2 separate regions of the Mus musculus genome follow, and region 2 is linked to region 1. Evidence: chromatin contacts called from public promoter capture Hi-C data. All regions are on one chromosome and are shown on one strand. Each heading gives the region's core, a stretch centred on a gene start, on an enhancer-like site or on the middle of the called end of the contact. The rest is flanking DNA. Distances are from core to core; before and after follow the strand shown. Region 1 holds the start of Gk (glycerol kinase). Region 2 has its middle 14 kb from the start of 5430427O19Rik.

What was found. Promoter capture Hi-C pulls out the DNA fragments that hold promoters and counts their contacts.
Region 2: a promoter capture Hi-C map of liver shows a contact between it and region 1. The contact joins the enhancer-like site here to the promoter of Gk in region 1. A contact is called at or near these places in 11 of 39 promoter capture datasets (the C10 cell line, the HPC-7 cell line, HPC-7-derived erythroid cells and 6 more), 22 of 484 Hi-C or Micro-C datasets (B cells, CD4 T cells, CD8 T cells and 16 more), 9 of 115 datasets of contacts at active chromatin or transcription factors (the 230-238 cell line, CD8 T cells, the HPC-7 cell line and 5 more) and 2 of 9 other capture datasets (adipose tissue and liver).

Annotation. Positions count from the first base shown.
Region 1 is chrX:85,775,528-85,778,332 of GRCm38.p6, forward strand. It overlaps Gk (glycerol kinase), which reads right to left and starts at 1,292. Exons shown (of 21, transcript NM_001294140.1): 1 at 899-1,292. The coding sequence starts at 976. It also overlaps the pseudogene Gm14766 and a transcript of 5430427O19Rik not described here.
Region 2 is chrX:85,854,820-85,857,519 of GRCm38.p6, forward strand. It overlaps a transcript of 5430427O19Rik not described here. Among named protein-coding and RNA genes, the nearest start is that of 5430427O19Rik, 14 kb to the right of the region's middle. Within about 2 kb of position 1,447, at least 6 of the 459 cell types and tissues checked have an H3K27ac peak or open chromatin away from gene starts, as enhancers often do. A contact at or near this core is called in kidney and liver, where this site is marked.

The DNA.
Region 1 (2,805 bases), core at 42-2,541:
AGCAGTGGCTCATGCCTGGGAAGCACTTGCCTGGCTGAGGCAGGAGGATCAGGAGTTCAGGCTTCTCTGGAGTAAATAGGCAGATCCCCGTCTCAAAAAAAAAAAAAAAAAAAAAACGAAAAGAAGAAGAGCTAAACTTCACTGCAAAACGAAGCAGCCAAGAGACATTTAAACAGCACCTCGTTATGGTAATTCTCATCGTGCATACTAACTAGAATTGCCCTGTCACATTAAACAGTAGAGTGGAGTGGACAATATCTGATGATAATGGTCAAAGTGTCAGAACTGAACTGATTAAGCTCTTGAAATGAAATAAAGATTACTGAGAATTGCAATCCGTTTCCAATATGTTCCACCACCCCCTCAGTAGTCTAGCCTCTGCAGCTTCTGTGGCAGAGGATGACAAAGCATCAGCATGCTAATACTTTATTCGTTCTACCGCTTGAACGGACGCTATGTTGGGTGACCACAGCCGTGACACAGCTTTCCCTCCATCCAAGGACATCCTGTGCCCAGCAGGCCAAACACTCATAGGGAAGATCGCAGCAGTGTCAATGTGACCACCTGTCCTTTACTGCATCGGGGTTGCTCTGCTTGGATGCTCCAAGAGTACTCACTCTCTTTGGGGAATCTCCCTATTGGTATGCGACCTGGCTCCACCACCAAGGCTGAGAATGCTCAACTCTGCTGCGGGGGTATCCTAGGAGGCCAAGATCCACCCCCAGAACAGGACAATCCCAGCATGGTAGGTCCCCCTTTTGGCCTCCTTTCCTCGCCCCAGCAGCTAGGGCCCAGGAGAACAAGAGGCGCGCGGACTGAGGACGCAACACCCCGCCTTTTCGTCCTCCGGCTAGTGTCCCAGTTCAGTGGGCTGAGAAGATGTCACCCCAGGGCTCACCAAAAAACGTGTCGAGCTGGTACCCTGGTCCACTGCTCCCACCAATGGCCCCAGAACTGCTTTCTTCGCGGCTGCCATGGAAGTCAGTCAGCTTCAGAGCAGAGAGCTTAACACGGCTGGTCTCCGGGGTGACTGTGGAGGGCTGCGGAGGGCGGAGCAGGGACAGCGGAGGGCAAAGCAGCGCGCTTCTGCTGAAGGCTCGCGCGGCTCCTAGGCAGCCCCTTTACTCCCGCCCGGCCGCGTCGCCCCGCCCCTCCAGCTCAGGCCCCGCCCCGACCTGCATTCTCCTAGGCCTTGGGAGGCGTGGCAAATGGGGGGGCGCTGTCTTCCGGGCGGGCCAATGAGCGACTACAGAAAGAGACCCAGGAGCAGGCCAGTCTGAGGGTTGTGAGACGTCACGGGGGCGGGGTCAACGCACGGCGGGGGCTCTGGTCCGCGCGGTGGGTCACGTGGTCGGGGACGGGCGGAGCGTCTGCCTTTAGCCAAACTCGGGCTTAGTGGAGGGCGGGGCCTCACAGAACACTCCCTGTACCCGGCCCTGAGGCTTGCACCGAACCCCGAGACTTAAGCCTGCTGGAGCAACCCGAAGTGCAGAGCTGCCTCTTCCCTCTCTGGTAGGCTGTGCAGAGTGCGACCTGAGTCGCCTGGTGGACGATCCAGTCCTTTCGTCCCCGCTCTTCCCACGCCCCGCCTGCTGAGCCGCTGTTAATAACAATAAGCTCTTCTACTGGCATCAATTCGGGGTGCGACCAGCTGACGAAGGGATCTAAGCGAACCCCTCACATTTGTAGGCCAGGGAGAAAGAATGCGGAAGTTATTTCGGCTTATCATGTAAGGAAAACGTGTCAAACCATTGTCTCCAAGAACCTCAGGTTGACCAACCATGAAGGAAATACCCGGCACCTCCCAGTCCTGAAGCGCCCTTGCTTTTTTCGCTTGGCTTCACTGAGTATGCCCTCCCCTATGCGCCATTTCCGCTCGCTTTATTAACCACTGTGGACTAGGTTGGGAGCGAATTGGGATTCTCATTTGACCTTGAATTTACCTTGCCTAGATCCTTTGGAGGCGTGCGTTCTAAAAGGCTTTCAAACTTTGGACTGGACCCGCAGTGAGAAATAGTTTTCAAAACAGCCTGGGGCTGGTGTTTGTGGGCTGCTCATTGCACTTGCAAATTTTTTGTGTAATAATTATATGCTGTATACACGTGTACATTTTTAAATATTTTCTAAAAGCATTTTTTATCTATGCCATGCATTCTATGTATTTCATTCTATGGGATACCATTTTTTATAACACCTTGATTGGATAAAAAAATTAACTGAGCTAGGTGATTTAATGCAAGTCTATAACCCACTATGGAGAAGGATCAAAAAGGAGTTCAAGGCCATCCTTGGCTACCTTACCACCTTGGCTACCTTACCACCACCAAAAAACGAAAGAAAGAAAGAAAGAAAGAAAGAAAGAAAGAAAGAAAGAAAGAAAGAAAGAAAGAAAAGAGAGAAAGAGAGAAAGAAAGGAAGGAAGGAAGGAAGAAAGAAAGAAAGAAAGAAAGAAAGAAAGAAAGAAAGAAATCAAGCAAGCTCAGATATTGGTTTTGTAAGCTACCATGCTTTCTATCATCTTTAGAATTGATACTATTCCCAATGTCTTTCCATCCATTTCCCAAATCTCATACTATTTTGTAGCACCCCACAGTTGTCATGAATTCCCTTTGCTCTATAGCACCTCACTCATACATATTTATTTATATACTTTGTGTATGTTTATGTAGTTTTCCCATGCTTGCTATGAAAGCACAATTTCCTGTCCTGGTGTTCCTGATGAGGACTGCTTAGAGAAATGCTCCACTTGCTGACAATTGACAAGCTTTCAAATAAGTCAGTATTTTTTTTTTAATTTCCTGGAAT
Region 2 (2,700 bases), core at 197-2,696, 79 kb after region 1:
TCTGATGAACATGTGAACTTACAGAGACTAGAAGCCTGAATGGGACCTGCACAGGTTCAAGGCAGATGTGATCCCAGGACTGAGGAGGGAGTGGACACAAGCTCCCACCCCTAATTAAGAAACCATCTTCAACTGGTACTGACTTTAAAAAAAAACATAGTCTACTCCAATGAAGTCTTATTGGGTATATTAAGCACATTTCAGAGTAGCCCCCAAGTTCAGGAGTAAATGTCCAATAAAAAATTAAATCAATGATATTTTTGTAAATTATTTTTTGTTTGTTTGGACATTTTCATTTTATTATTCTGCTAATATATCTTGATTTACAATTTTTGTGTGTATGTTTTTGGTGTGTGTGTGTATATATGTATATTTGTTTGTTTGTTTGCTTGTTTGTTTGTTTTAAAGAGATAAAGAAAGTCCATGGAATTGGTTGGGTAATGATGTGAGGAGGACCTGGAGAGAGTTGGGGAAGGAAAAAAGTTGTGATTAGCATACATTGTATAAAATATTTTTCAAAAAAGGGAAAAGATAAAGAACAATGTCAACATAAACTACTTAAACCAAAGTTTTTTGTATTTTCTATAATGTTTAAGTATGTAAAGGATTCCTAAAACTAAAGATCTACTTGAAATTCCTGTTTCTGATGGGTCATGCCTGGGATTACAGCATGTAGGAGGCTGAGACAGGAGGACTGCTAGGAGTTCAAAGCCAACCTAGGCTCAAGAGTGAGACTTGGTCTCACAAATAAATAAACCTGAGAGGGAGAGAGCAAAAGATCATTTTTCTGAATACCAGAGTGGTGAATAGTTCAACCCTAGACTCATCTGCAAAGATGATTAAAATTTTCAAAGCTGTGGGCTCAGCAAGTAAAAACACTTGCGTCCAAGCCTAATAACCGGAGTTTGATCCCTGGAACCCACCGGGAGGAAAGAGAGGCAACTAGGGCAAGTGGTCCTCTGGTTTCCACATGTACACTATGGTACCTGCGTACCCAGGCACTTATAATACAAAGTAAATAAATAGATACACAGACAAATGGATAGATAGATAGATAGATAGATAGATAGATAGATAGATAGATAGATAAGCACAGTAACAAAAATATATCAATGCCTAGCAGTTCATGGTGGCATATTTCTGAAGTTATATGATTGGTGAATCAGGAGGATTGTGACTTTTCAGGGCAATCTAGGTTACATAGTGAAACTCTGCCTTAAAACAAATGAAAGCTAAGTAACTAATTAACTAACTAGCGTCTAACCCCATTCCGCATCAGTTAAATAATAATCTTTTGGTTTGGAGCCTGGACCCTAATATATGCAGTGTGTACATTTAAAATGCACCAGGTGGCCCCTCGAGATGGCTCAGAAGCTAAGAGTGCCTGGCACACAAGCCTGATGACTTCAATTTGTTTCCTAGAAACCATGATCAAAGGAAAGAACCATTTTTGAAAGTTGTTCTTTGACCTCCACATGAGTATGAAGACAGAGGCATGCTCACACCACACACATCCATATCATGCACACAATAATTTCCCTCCCTCCCTCCCTCCCTCCCTCCCTCCCTCCCTCCCTCCCTCCCTCCCTCTGTCTCTCTCTCTCTCTGTCTCTCTTTCTTTCTTTCTTTCTTTCTTTCTTTCTTTCTTTCTTTCTTTCTTTCTTTCTTCCTTTCTTTCTCTTTCTTTCTTTCTTTCTTTCTTTCTTTCTTTCTTTCTTTCTTTCTTTCTTTCTTTCTTCTTCCTTTCCCTTTCCCCCTTTCCTTTCCTTTCCTTTCCTTTCCTTTCCTTTCCTTTCCTTTCCTTTCCTTTCCTTTCCTTTCCTTTCCTTTCCTTTCCTTTCCTTTCCTTTCCTTCCCTTCCCTTCCCTTCCCTTCCCTTCCCTTCCCTTCCCTTCCCTTCCCTTCCCTTCCCTTCCCTTCCCTTCCTTCCTTCCTTCCTTCCTTCCTTCCTTTGAAAGAGTGTCGCACTGTGTAAGCTTTGAATGTTTGGGACTCACTATGTAGACCAGGCTGGCCTTCAACTCACAGATCTGCATCTGCTTCTGCCTCCTGAGTACTGGAAACAAAGGCATGCACTACTATTCCTGGCACAATAATAAATTTTAAAATAAAATTTCCTCAGGTAATAGTAATGTCCATTCAGGTTTAAAAGTTGTTTCTTTTTTGTAACTTTCTCTAGACTTGCATCACCCTAAGAACCATGGAGAGAGTTCCTAAATGTAGCAATCCCCAGAACAAATACAGAGATCTGAACTCACCCCACAGCAATCTGGGGAGTTAAACATCTTAAATGTTTCTCTGGACTGCTGCTTGCTTTTTGTCTTTAGATGAGGGAGAATCAACTTGAGAAAATGGCCAGCAAAAATGAGTATTCAGATGAGTGATAGAAGTATTTGCATTATACACATAAGACCCTGGGTTTCCTACAGATCTGAGGGAAGTTAATAAATTTGACTTGGATGAGTGCATTCTGCAACTGACTCCTTAGCTCAAGTATTCAGAGAGACCATGCCAGAGGACCAGCAAGAACCAGTTTTTCTTGATTTGATCATCTTGCACTTAGGATAAAAGCTTTGTAAATACAGTATTATTTCCTTATGAATTGTAAGAAAGCAAATAGATGTTCAAGGAGGGGTTCAAATGCCATACCTTGGAATGCAAACTAGAAAGTAGATTATGGGAAACCACAGTGGAGAAGCA